3 separate regions of the Sus scrofa genome follow, and all the other regions are linked to region 3. A link is a contact called in public Hi-C data. All regions are on one chromosome and are shown on one strand. The core of a region is the stretch at or near the end of the contact, and the rest is flanking DNA. Distances in the headings are between cores, read along the strand shown.

What was found. A called contact is a pair of places that touch in the nucleus more often than the background predicts.
Region 1: a contact with region 3 is called in a Hi-C map of liver, with 3 times the contacts expected there. The contact joins the promoter of SLC52A2 here to the promoter of ZNF251 in region 3. A contact is called at or near these places in 1 of 5 promoter capture datasets (liver), 8 of 47 Hi-C or Micro-C datasets (blood, fetal liver, heart right ventricle and 5 more) and 1 of 2 datasets of contacts at active chromatin or transcription factors (alveolar macrophages).
Region 2: a Hi-C map of epiblast stem cells shows a contact between it and region 3, with 1.6 times the contacts expected there. The contact joins the promoter of LOC110255327 here to the promoter of ZNF251 in region 3. A contact is called at or near these places in 2 of 5 promoter capture datasets (fetal liver and liver), 9 of 47 Hi-C or Micro-C datasets (blood, epiblast stem cells, liver and 5 more) and 1 of 2 datasets of contacts at active chromatin or transcription factors (alveolar macrophages).

What each region holds. Positions count from the first base shown.
Region 1 is chr4:421,889-424,648 of Sscrofa11.1, forward strand. SLC52A2 (solute carrier family 52 member 2) reads right to left here and starts at 1,451. Exons shown (of 4, transcript NM_001004033.1): 1 at 1,322-1,451; 2 at 358-1,231; 3 at 126-249; 4 at 1-21. The coding sequence starts at 1,451. FBXL6 (F-box/LRR-repeat protein 6) reads left to right here and starts at 2,545. Exons shown (of 9, transcript XM_013996410.2): 1 at 2,545-2,760. The coding sequence starts at 2,569.
Region 2 is chr4:330,972-333,731 of Sscrofa11.1, forward strand. It overlaps LOC110255327 (cysteine and histidine-rich protein 1-like), which reads left to right and starts at 1,443. Exons shown (of 2, transcript XM_021090545.1): 1 at 1,443-2,169; 2 at 2,366-2,760. The coding sequence starts at 2,077. It overlaps KIFC2 (kinesin-like protein KIFC2), which reads right to left and starts at 1,250. Exons shown (of 18, transcript XM_021090435.1): 1 at 1,185-1,250; 2 at 723-822; 3 at 478-559; 4 at 1-19.
Region 3 is chr4:185,361-188,060 of Sscrofa11.1, forward strand. It overlaps ZNF251 (zinc finger protein 251), which reads left to right and starts at 1,329. Exons shown (of 6, transcript XM_021090452.1): 1 at 1,329-2,136; 2 at 2,249-2,281; 3 at 2,538-2,670. The coding sequence starts at 2,134. It overlaps LOC102158405 (a long non-coding RNA gene), which reads right to left and starts at 1,208. Exons shown (of 3, transcript XR_002343681.1): 1 at 38-1,208.

The sequences.
Region 1 (2,760 bases), core at 201-2,700, 240 kb after region 3:
ACACAGAGCCCACAACACCACCTGGGAGGGTGGACACGGGAGCACTCTGAGCGCACTGGCCACGTCGCTCTAGGGCCGTCCCCTCCCTACTGCCACCTCTGCTTCAGTGTCCCCAGTGTACTTACCACAAGGACCATCCCTGCAGAGGTGCCCACCAGGGGTGGGCAGGGGCTCAGGATTGCCAGTGCCATCAGGTAGGCCCCAAAGAGTGTGCCAAGCAGAGAGAGACCACCCAGCCCTGCCAGGGACCTGCCAGAGGTGAGCGAAAACTCAGGGCTGGCTGTGCCAGTCGCAGGCCCTCAGCCCAGGGTCCCCCCACACCGGCCCCGCCGAGTGGCTTGGGGATCCCTTGTGTACCTGCATAGAATGCCCATGGCCAGGAAGCAGGCGAGGGGGTTGGAGGCACTTCCCAGCACCACAGCCAAGTGGTAGGCCAAGCGCCCATAGGGCAAGCTCGAGTAGCTCTGCACGGCAGGCAACACGCCGTTGGTCAGAGCACTGGTGGTGGCCAGCAGGCCCAGCAGGCAGGCGCCACGGGCGGAGAGCAGCCGATGGGCTGCAGGGTCTGGGCTGGGGGTGTTGCCTGCTGCCTGACTAGGTGGCTCTTGCAGCGGCGAGGCCTCTTCCTCTTCCTCCTCCTCCACTCCTGGGGCGCCCCCCCGCAGGCCAGTCCCTGAGCCCTCTGTGGGGATAGATACCAGTGATGGTAACAACAGCAGGAGGCCCTGGAAGGCGGCAGCTGAAATGACCAGTAGGGCAGTCAAGGCCCCAAAGAAGGCGCTGGCAGAAAAACGCTCTGGGAAGTCCAGGGGGGGGCCTGGGGTGCCGTTGGCGGGAGCCGGCGGGCACTCGAGGCGGCCCACACCCTGTCCTAGGGCCAGCACACAGGGCAGCAGGGCACTGAGGCCCTGACCCAGGAAGAAGGAACGCAAGAAGGGAGGCGGCAAGCGGCTCAGGAAGGGCAGATAAGTGACGTTGGAGGCGCAGCAGGCCAGCGCCAACACAAAGGTCAGGGCCAGGAAGGCCACAGAGTGCACCTGTCCTGCCATCACTGTCAGGTGTTGCCACAGTGGGGCCAGCAGGGCTGTGCCCACCACACTCAGCGCCTGCACCACCTGGATGGGGGCCCGCTCGCCCTTGCCCGGGGCCAGCCGCCTCCACAGGGTCACCACCAGCAGGCCCAGGTTTCCCAGTGCCACGAGCACAGAGAGGTACGAGGGGAGACTCCATCCTGCAAGGAATGAGAGGACACCGTGTCAAGGCAGGGCACCGAGGGACAGAGGGCAGCAGCAGCCCACCTTCTTGGGCCATTCCCACTCACCCTCTGGAAGGTCTTTCACCACAACAGGCAGCTCCACCCAGATCCCGTTGATGGCTGCCCATGAGCCCATGCCAAAGAGGGCTACCAGAAGGTGGGTCAGCACCAGACGGCCCAGCGGGGGTGCTGCCATTCAGCTCAAAGCTGGGGGCCTCCAGGACAGGGAAAAGGTCACAGCCAGCTCTTCTTTCCCCACCTAGGTCCAAAGAAGATGCTCCAGCTCTTCTGGGAACTGAAGATCTCGTCCAGCTTGACAGAAAAACATACATGCAGGGTCACAAGAAAGAAACACAGAACTGGAGTCGAAGAGGACCGGGCAGTTCCCGTCATGGCTCAGCGGTCACGAACCCAACTAGCATCCATGAGGATGCGGGTTCCATCCCTGGCCTCACTCAAGTGGGTTAAGGATCCCGCGCTGCCCCTGAGCTGTGGTGTAAGTCGTAGACCGGGCTGGAATCTGTGGTTGCTATGACTGTGGTGTAGATATGGTTGTGGTGTAGGCCGGCGGCTAGACCTCGGATTCGACCCTTAGGCTGGGAATTACCACATGCTGCAGGTGCAGTCCTAAAACTACAAAAAAAAATTAGAAAAAAAAATTAAGAGGACCAGACCTCCAAGACCAGGGAAACCAGGGGGGCGGGTGCTGGGATCTTGACCCAGCAAGGCAGGAATTGGGAAGGTGCCACACACAAGAGGAGCATGATGAAACAAGGCCATAATCTTCGGGTCTGAGTTCCCAAGAGCACCACCACACTCACCCGCAAAGGCACGAGACAAGCACTCCGGGGCAGGGCCACCTCTCAGGAGCCACACGCCTCCAGTGTATGCGAGCCTGCCAACAGCCAGGGCAAAGTCGAGACTGGGGGTGTGGCCGCGGCGGGCACGGCCCTCGCTGCGTCAGGCGGCTCGCGGAGATCCGTCCGATGCGCCGGGGTCCCTGCAACTCCCGGTCGGGCACCACGCGCTCCGTGACCCGAGGGTCAGCAGTCCCGCCACGCTCGTGGGCCCCGCATCCAGCACAGGGTCGCGGCCCCAGACCAGAACCGGTCGGGGCGGGAAAGGCAGTCAAGCCCGAGAGAGGACTGCAACTCACCGGTCCGGACACGGGAGAGGCGGACACGGGAGAGGCGGACACGCGAGAACCACCCGCGGGCGTGCCCACGGGATGGCCCAGCCCCGGAAACCCCGTATCGGAAGTCGGCTCCGGGCCCAGACCCCGCCCCCTGCAGGACGGACCTCGCCTGCGCGCAATGGTCCCCGCTCTTCCACGGCAAGGCCCGCCCCTTCCGCCTCGCTGGGCGGAGCTTGGAGCGTCCGGAGTGGAGATGGCGCCCGCGGGGGCCCGGAGGACCCGGCGCGCGGTCCGGTTCGCGCCGCCGGCTGAGAACTGGTGGTGGGATCGGCTGGCGCCGAGCGGCTCCGGATACCATTTGCTGCAATCG
Region 2 (2,760 bases), core at 193-2,692, 150 kb after region 3:
GTGGGGGAACATCAGCCGGCTGTGAAAGAAACACGAATCAGAGGGAGCAAGAATGAGGGCCCGGAAGGCAGCGCTATGAATGGAGATCAGAGGAAGTGGGGAAACAGCACAGGTCGCTGGAGGAGAAGTCTCCGCTCTGCTTACCTTGCTCAGGTCTGGAGGATTCCCCAAGCTCTCTTCCGCCCCCAGCTGGACTGAGAGGAACTCAGCAAGGCGCACGAGAGCCTCTTCCAGGGAGACCTCGGCGGGAGCGCCTTCGGCTGCCCCTCCCGGGCCACCCTCAGACTCCGAGCAGCCTGTGAGGCCAGGTAGTGGGATGGGTAGTCGTCCTGGGTCACGTGTCAAACGCTAGGCCACCAGCTAGTACCTGCCAGGTCCCTCCCTCCCAAAGGGGTCACAGGCGCCCCAGCATCTCTCCGACGGTGTCACTCCCTCACGGCCCCGGGGAGGCAGCGTTCCTAACGCACCATTACCTACCGACCAGGCCGGTCAGCTCGGTCCACAGTTCTGCGGTGGGCTGGTCGGGGCGGCGGCGACCCCCGGCCTTGCAGCGGACACTCTAGGGAGGGAGCAGGGGGAGCCCCTGAGGAGAGGCCAGGCGGCCTACGGCTGCCTGCCTCGGGGACTGAGCCCGAGGGGTTGGTGCAGGGATCTCAGCTTCCAACATCAGAGACAGGGTCGTCCACATGGTCCCTCCCCCGCGTCAGCGCCCTGGAACCTACGCTGCGCAGGCCTGCAGAACCGTTCCCAGGAGGACGGGGGTCGCCGGCGGGGTTCCCAGGATCGGCGGACGCCGCCGCCCCGCCATCCCTGCGGAAGAGGCTGTAGAAGATGTAGATGAGCAGCGAGTAGAAGGCGTACATGGGAGCGCGGGGCGGCAGAGGGCCCCGCTTCTCGCCGCCCCGCGTCCCCGCGCCCCGACTCCGCGCCCGCCCGCCGCAGAGCCGGTGCGCATGCTCCGGCGGCCGCCCCCTCGGCCCGGCTCCCGCGGGCGGAGGACCGGCGCCCGAGGAAAGGGGCCCAGAGACAGGTGTCCTCGAGGCCGCCACCCTACGTAGCGGAGACCCCGGGCTGAGAGCACCCATAGCCCCCTCATCCCCTCTTCTAGGATCCCTACCAATCCTCTGCGAGGGGCCCCCAGGGCTCTATCCACTGAGAGGCTTCCGCCCGCGCAGGTGTCCCACCTTTCCTACCCTCGAACCTCTTCCTCGGTCGCTCCCCTCCCTTGTCGCCCCGCCCCTCCCTTGTCGCCCCGCCCCGAGAGGCCCCGCCCCTCCCCGCTCCGTCTTCGGGGCCCTTCCCCCTCGTCCCTTCCTCCGCTGCACCCCGCCCCTTCGCCGCCCCGCCCCTCGAGGCTCCTTCCTCAGGCCACTCCCTTCCCCAGACGGGTGGGGTTGCGTGCGGGGAGCGAGGAGACGTCGGCCCTCCTAGCCCCGCCCACCTCTTACAACCGGGTCGCCTCCCCGCCCGCGTCGCCCTGGCCCGCACCCCCCTCCCCCCGCCGCCGCCGCTCTAGCCTCTTCTCCTCTCGTTGGTTGGTAAGGGGTGGCCGCAGGCCGCGCGCGGTAGGCGGGACGGGAGTCGGAGGGCGGTGCGGTGGGCTGGTTTCGGCCTGCTGGTCGCCGCTGCGCCGCAGCCGCGCATCGCAGCGATCTGAGTGCTCGCACGGCTGCTGTTTCCACGCCGGGTGCCGAGGACGGCTCCTCCCTAGGCGCAGGGGCCGGGCCGAGTGGGTCTGCGCTCGCCCTGCGCCCCTCTCCGCGCCCCTACCCCTGGCCCTGCGCCCCGACTTGGGTTCCAGGGCGCTAGAGCTAACGCCCACCCGGTCCAGGCCCCGCTCCGTGTTTTCCCTTCTTTTCCAGCCGATGTAGGTTCTCCTTCCCCACGGTTGTGTCCAGTGGCCTCAGGGCTCGGGAGTTTCGGTTGAGCCTACTCTACCGTTTAGTAATGGGACTCTGGAACCTGGGAGGCCCGGAGAGCCGCCCTTAGGGGCTCCCTGTCGCCAGCCTCCACCTTTTTCTCCAAAGTTGAGGATCCTTTTCCTGTCCCCTCAAACTCACTACCGCCAGAGGTGCCATGGCCTCCAGGCCATGGAGCGAGTGGAGCGCTTCCCTGTCCCACCTGGTACTGGGAACGGTGTCTCTGCATGCGGCGGTGAGCACTGCCCAGGTGAGTACCCTGGGGCGGGGCAGGGGCATAGCCCACTCCCAAACCCAAAAGACCTAGCCAGTTTCCTGAATCAGCGAGAGGGTGGTGGGAGGTAAGCATGGAGGCCGGGCTTCTGTGAGTACCCCAAACCCTTCCCTGCTTAAAGGAAGGTCCTGGCCTCTTTTCCCTACATCTCCCCCCTTCCCTGTGTTGACAGGCAAGTCGAGGGGCCGCTGCTGGCTTCCTGCTCCAGGCCTTGGCCGCTGCCACCACGCTGGCCCCAGGGCTCCGCACAGATGAAGACTGTCTTGCTGGAGCCTGGGTGGCCACTGTCATTGGCCTGCCCCTTCTGGCCTTTGATTTCCACTGGATGAATGGGGACTGCTCTTCTGCCAATCTGCTTCTAGGAGGAGGCATGGTGCTGGCAGTGGCTGGTGACCACCTTGGTGCCGAGGGCCGCTCTGTGGCTGGCCAGGCGGTGGTGCTGGTGGTTGCGGTGACCATCCTCATCGTGGCTGTTTTCACAACCAACACTTATGGAATGTGGGGGGGGGTGATGCTGGGTGCTGCAGGCCTCCTGAGCCGGCTGGAGGAGGACAGACTGCTGCTGCT
Region 3 (2,700 bases), core at 79-2,578:
AACATGATAACTTAAAAAAATAATAAAACGCACGCACTGGTTTTAGCAAAAGGGAGGTCATTAGTGCAGGGAACAGCTCTGTACATTTCCACACTGGCCATGTGGCCAAGGCTGAGTTGCAGCCTGAGCTGAGTCTTGGCAGAATGCCGGAGGCTCCCTGGAAACAAAGGAAGACAATCAATCTTGTAGAATCAACTGTGATGCCGTCTTTACTGGACTTTCCATTTTGTTTCCCTTGGGGTACAGCTGCAGAGCAAAGCTGCCTGGAGGTAGTTTGGTTTGGAGTTGATGCCAAGCAACAGAGGAATCTGCTGTCTGTGCTTCCTGTCATCTTGTGGGTCTGAGGAGCCTAAGAAATAAATGATCTGTCATTTGTGCTCCTTGCTGAGGGAATCTACAGAAATGTGGTCGTGATCCTGTCACCTGCTGTGCTGTTATGCATGGACTGTTTGCCCGGCAATTGGCAACCCTATAAGCTGGAGGTGTATCAATTCAGAAAGCCTCAGAAAATAAGGCAATCAAATATGTACTTTGCAGTCTTAAAACTAGAGTGATGTGCTTCCTTTCAGCCTTTTATCCTTTTATCCAAGTGCTCACCCAGTATTTACAGAATGCTTCCTACGCTCCTGCCGCTGCTGTAAGGCTGGTGGTTTCCTAGTGGACAAAACACAGCACTAGTACTACCTGATCTCATGGGGCTGCATACTCGGCTGCATTGATTTCAAGACTGCTCATCAGACCCCGCCAGCAGCAACACACTCTCCAGCCTGGCAGCGTTTTAATCCCGTGTGACGTCTCTGCACGGTGTTTAAAGTTTTGGATATCCTCCTGCTACCTGACTGCCTCGAGCTCAGACCTGAACCGGTGGCCTGATTCCAGCAGCGCGTCTGGAAGACAAGAGGGTCCTCGGTGTCACCTAACGTCCCTACCCTTACCCCGTCCCTTCCTCCTCCGAGTGACAGGTGTGATTTAAACACCTTCACTCTGCGTCCTTATTTGCGAGCTTGTGCTCGTTACCGACAGGAACGCAGCTGAGTGAGCCCCGCCGCCGGACTGGAGCGATCCGGCGACACGTGCGGCCCTGGAGACGGAGAGGAGGGCAGAGCGGGTCCGACTCGAACCTCCGCCCAGCCCGGAGCCAAGAGCAAGGCATAGCGGGACGGGTCCGCTGAACCCCGGCCGCCCGGAAGGGCGGGGCCGGGACCACGCGGCCGCTTCCGGCCGGATCGTCCCCGTGGGCCGTCCTGGGGCACCGGCTGCGGCGCCCTCCGCGGCCACCCGGCGGGGCGGGGCGTCCTGCGCGTGCGCAGCGCGGCCCGGGCGGCCCTGCCCCGCCGCGGGCTGACCGGTGCGCGCAGGTGTGCAAGCCGGTCGCGTGCGCTCGCCTGGGGCGCGAGCCTTAGAGGGGCGCCTGCCGGCGGGGCGCGCTCTAGTGCGGTGGGCGGGCCCCGGGGACCGAGGTGCGTCCGGGCGGAGCTTCGGGAGGTTTCAGCCAGGGTCGCGTTGGCCAGGGGCCGCCGCGCGGAGCTTTCAGGGGAGGCCTGCCCCGCGGAGCGTCGGCACCCAATGGCCTGGGGGCGCCGGAGAAGCGGCGGGCTGTGCCTGTAGCCCCGGGCGGCCGGAGCTCGCGAACCCGAGGAGTCACCGGGCCCGCAGGGCTGGGAAGAGGTCGGAGGGGAGTCTGTTGGCAGAATGAGGAAGCGACCGCAGCCTGGCCTAAGGAGCAGCCAGGATTGGGAGGCCGATTTGGAAGCTGGGGACCAAGCGGTGAGAAGGACGCAGGCTTCCAGCTGCACCCTCAGTAGCTCAGCCCACCCGGCCGCCCAGTCCTCTCATCCTGTTGGTGGGGTGCGGTTCTTTGCTTCAGGTTGTCCTGGGACGCTGGGTCACTGGAGCTGCCAGCTTGCACCCTCACCTCCCGGCCCCACTGGGCCCACGAGGGCCATTTGGGCCCTTGCTCCCCCATTCTAGGGAGTTTCAGTGGGATTCTGGCCAGTCCGACTCGCGTTGGCTTGTGATTGCCTCTGACCCGCAACGTTTATGAGCGACTTTACGCGTGGCCCCAGGAGGCCACTCCAGGAACCCAATTCTGCCGTCCTTCACCAGGCCCTTGGAAGCTAATGGAGTGACTGAATGGTATTGAATGGGTCTGGGTGTGGGCCTCTGCCCCTTGACGGTGAGCTGGGGGAGGCCGGGCCAGGGCTGCCCCCTCAGGTCCCGAGTCTTCCCTAAGATCCCACTCCCCCAGGATGGCTGCCACACTTGGCTTCTGGCGCCCCAGGTGAGTTCACCTTCCTCCCTGTCCTCCCCCCTCTGGAGCGGTGAGCCCAGCACGCCGAGAAGCCAGGAGCCCTAGCACCCCAAGGACAGGGCTCTGGGATCCAACCCCCAACCCCCCCCCCCCCCCCCCCCGCCAGAGGGCTGCTGGGGGACTAGCTGGGTCTCAGGACGGAAGAGGGCAGCTGGCCCTCTGGCTGACCACCACAGGTCCACCCAGTGGGCACAGCCCCGCGGGCAGCACCCACCTGTCGTTGCAGGAGGTGGTGCCGCTGACCTTCCAGGACGTGGCTGTGTACTTCTCTTGGGAGGAAGGGCGGCAGTTGGGCCCAGACCAGCGGACGCTATACAGGGACGTGATGCTGGAGAACTACGGGCACGTGGCCTCGCTGGGTGAGGCTCTCCGCCAGCTCACGGTGGGGC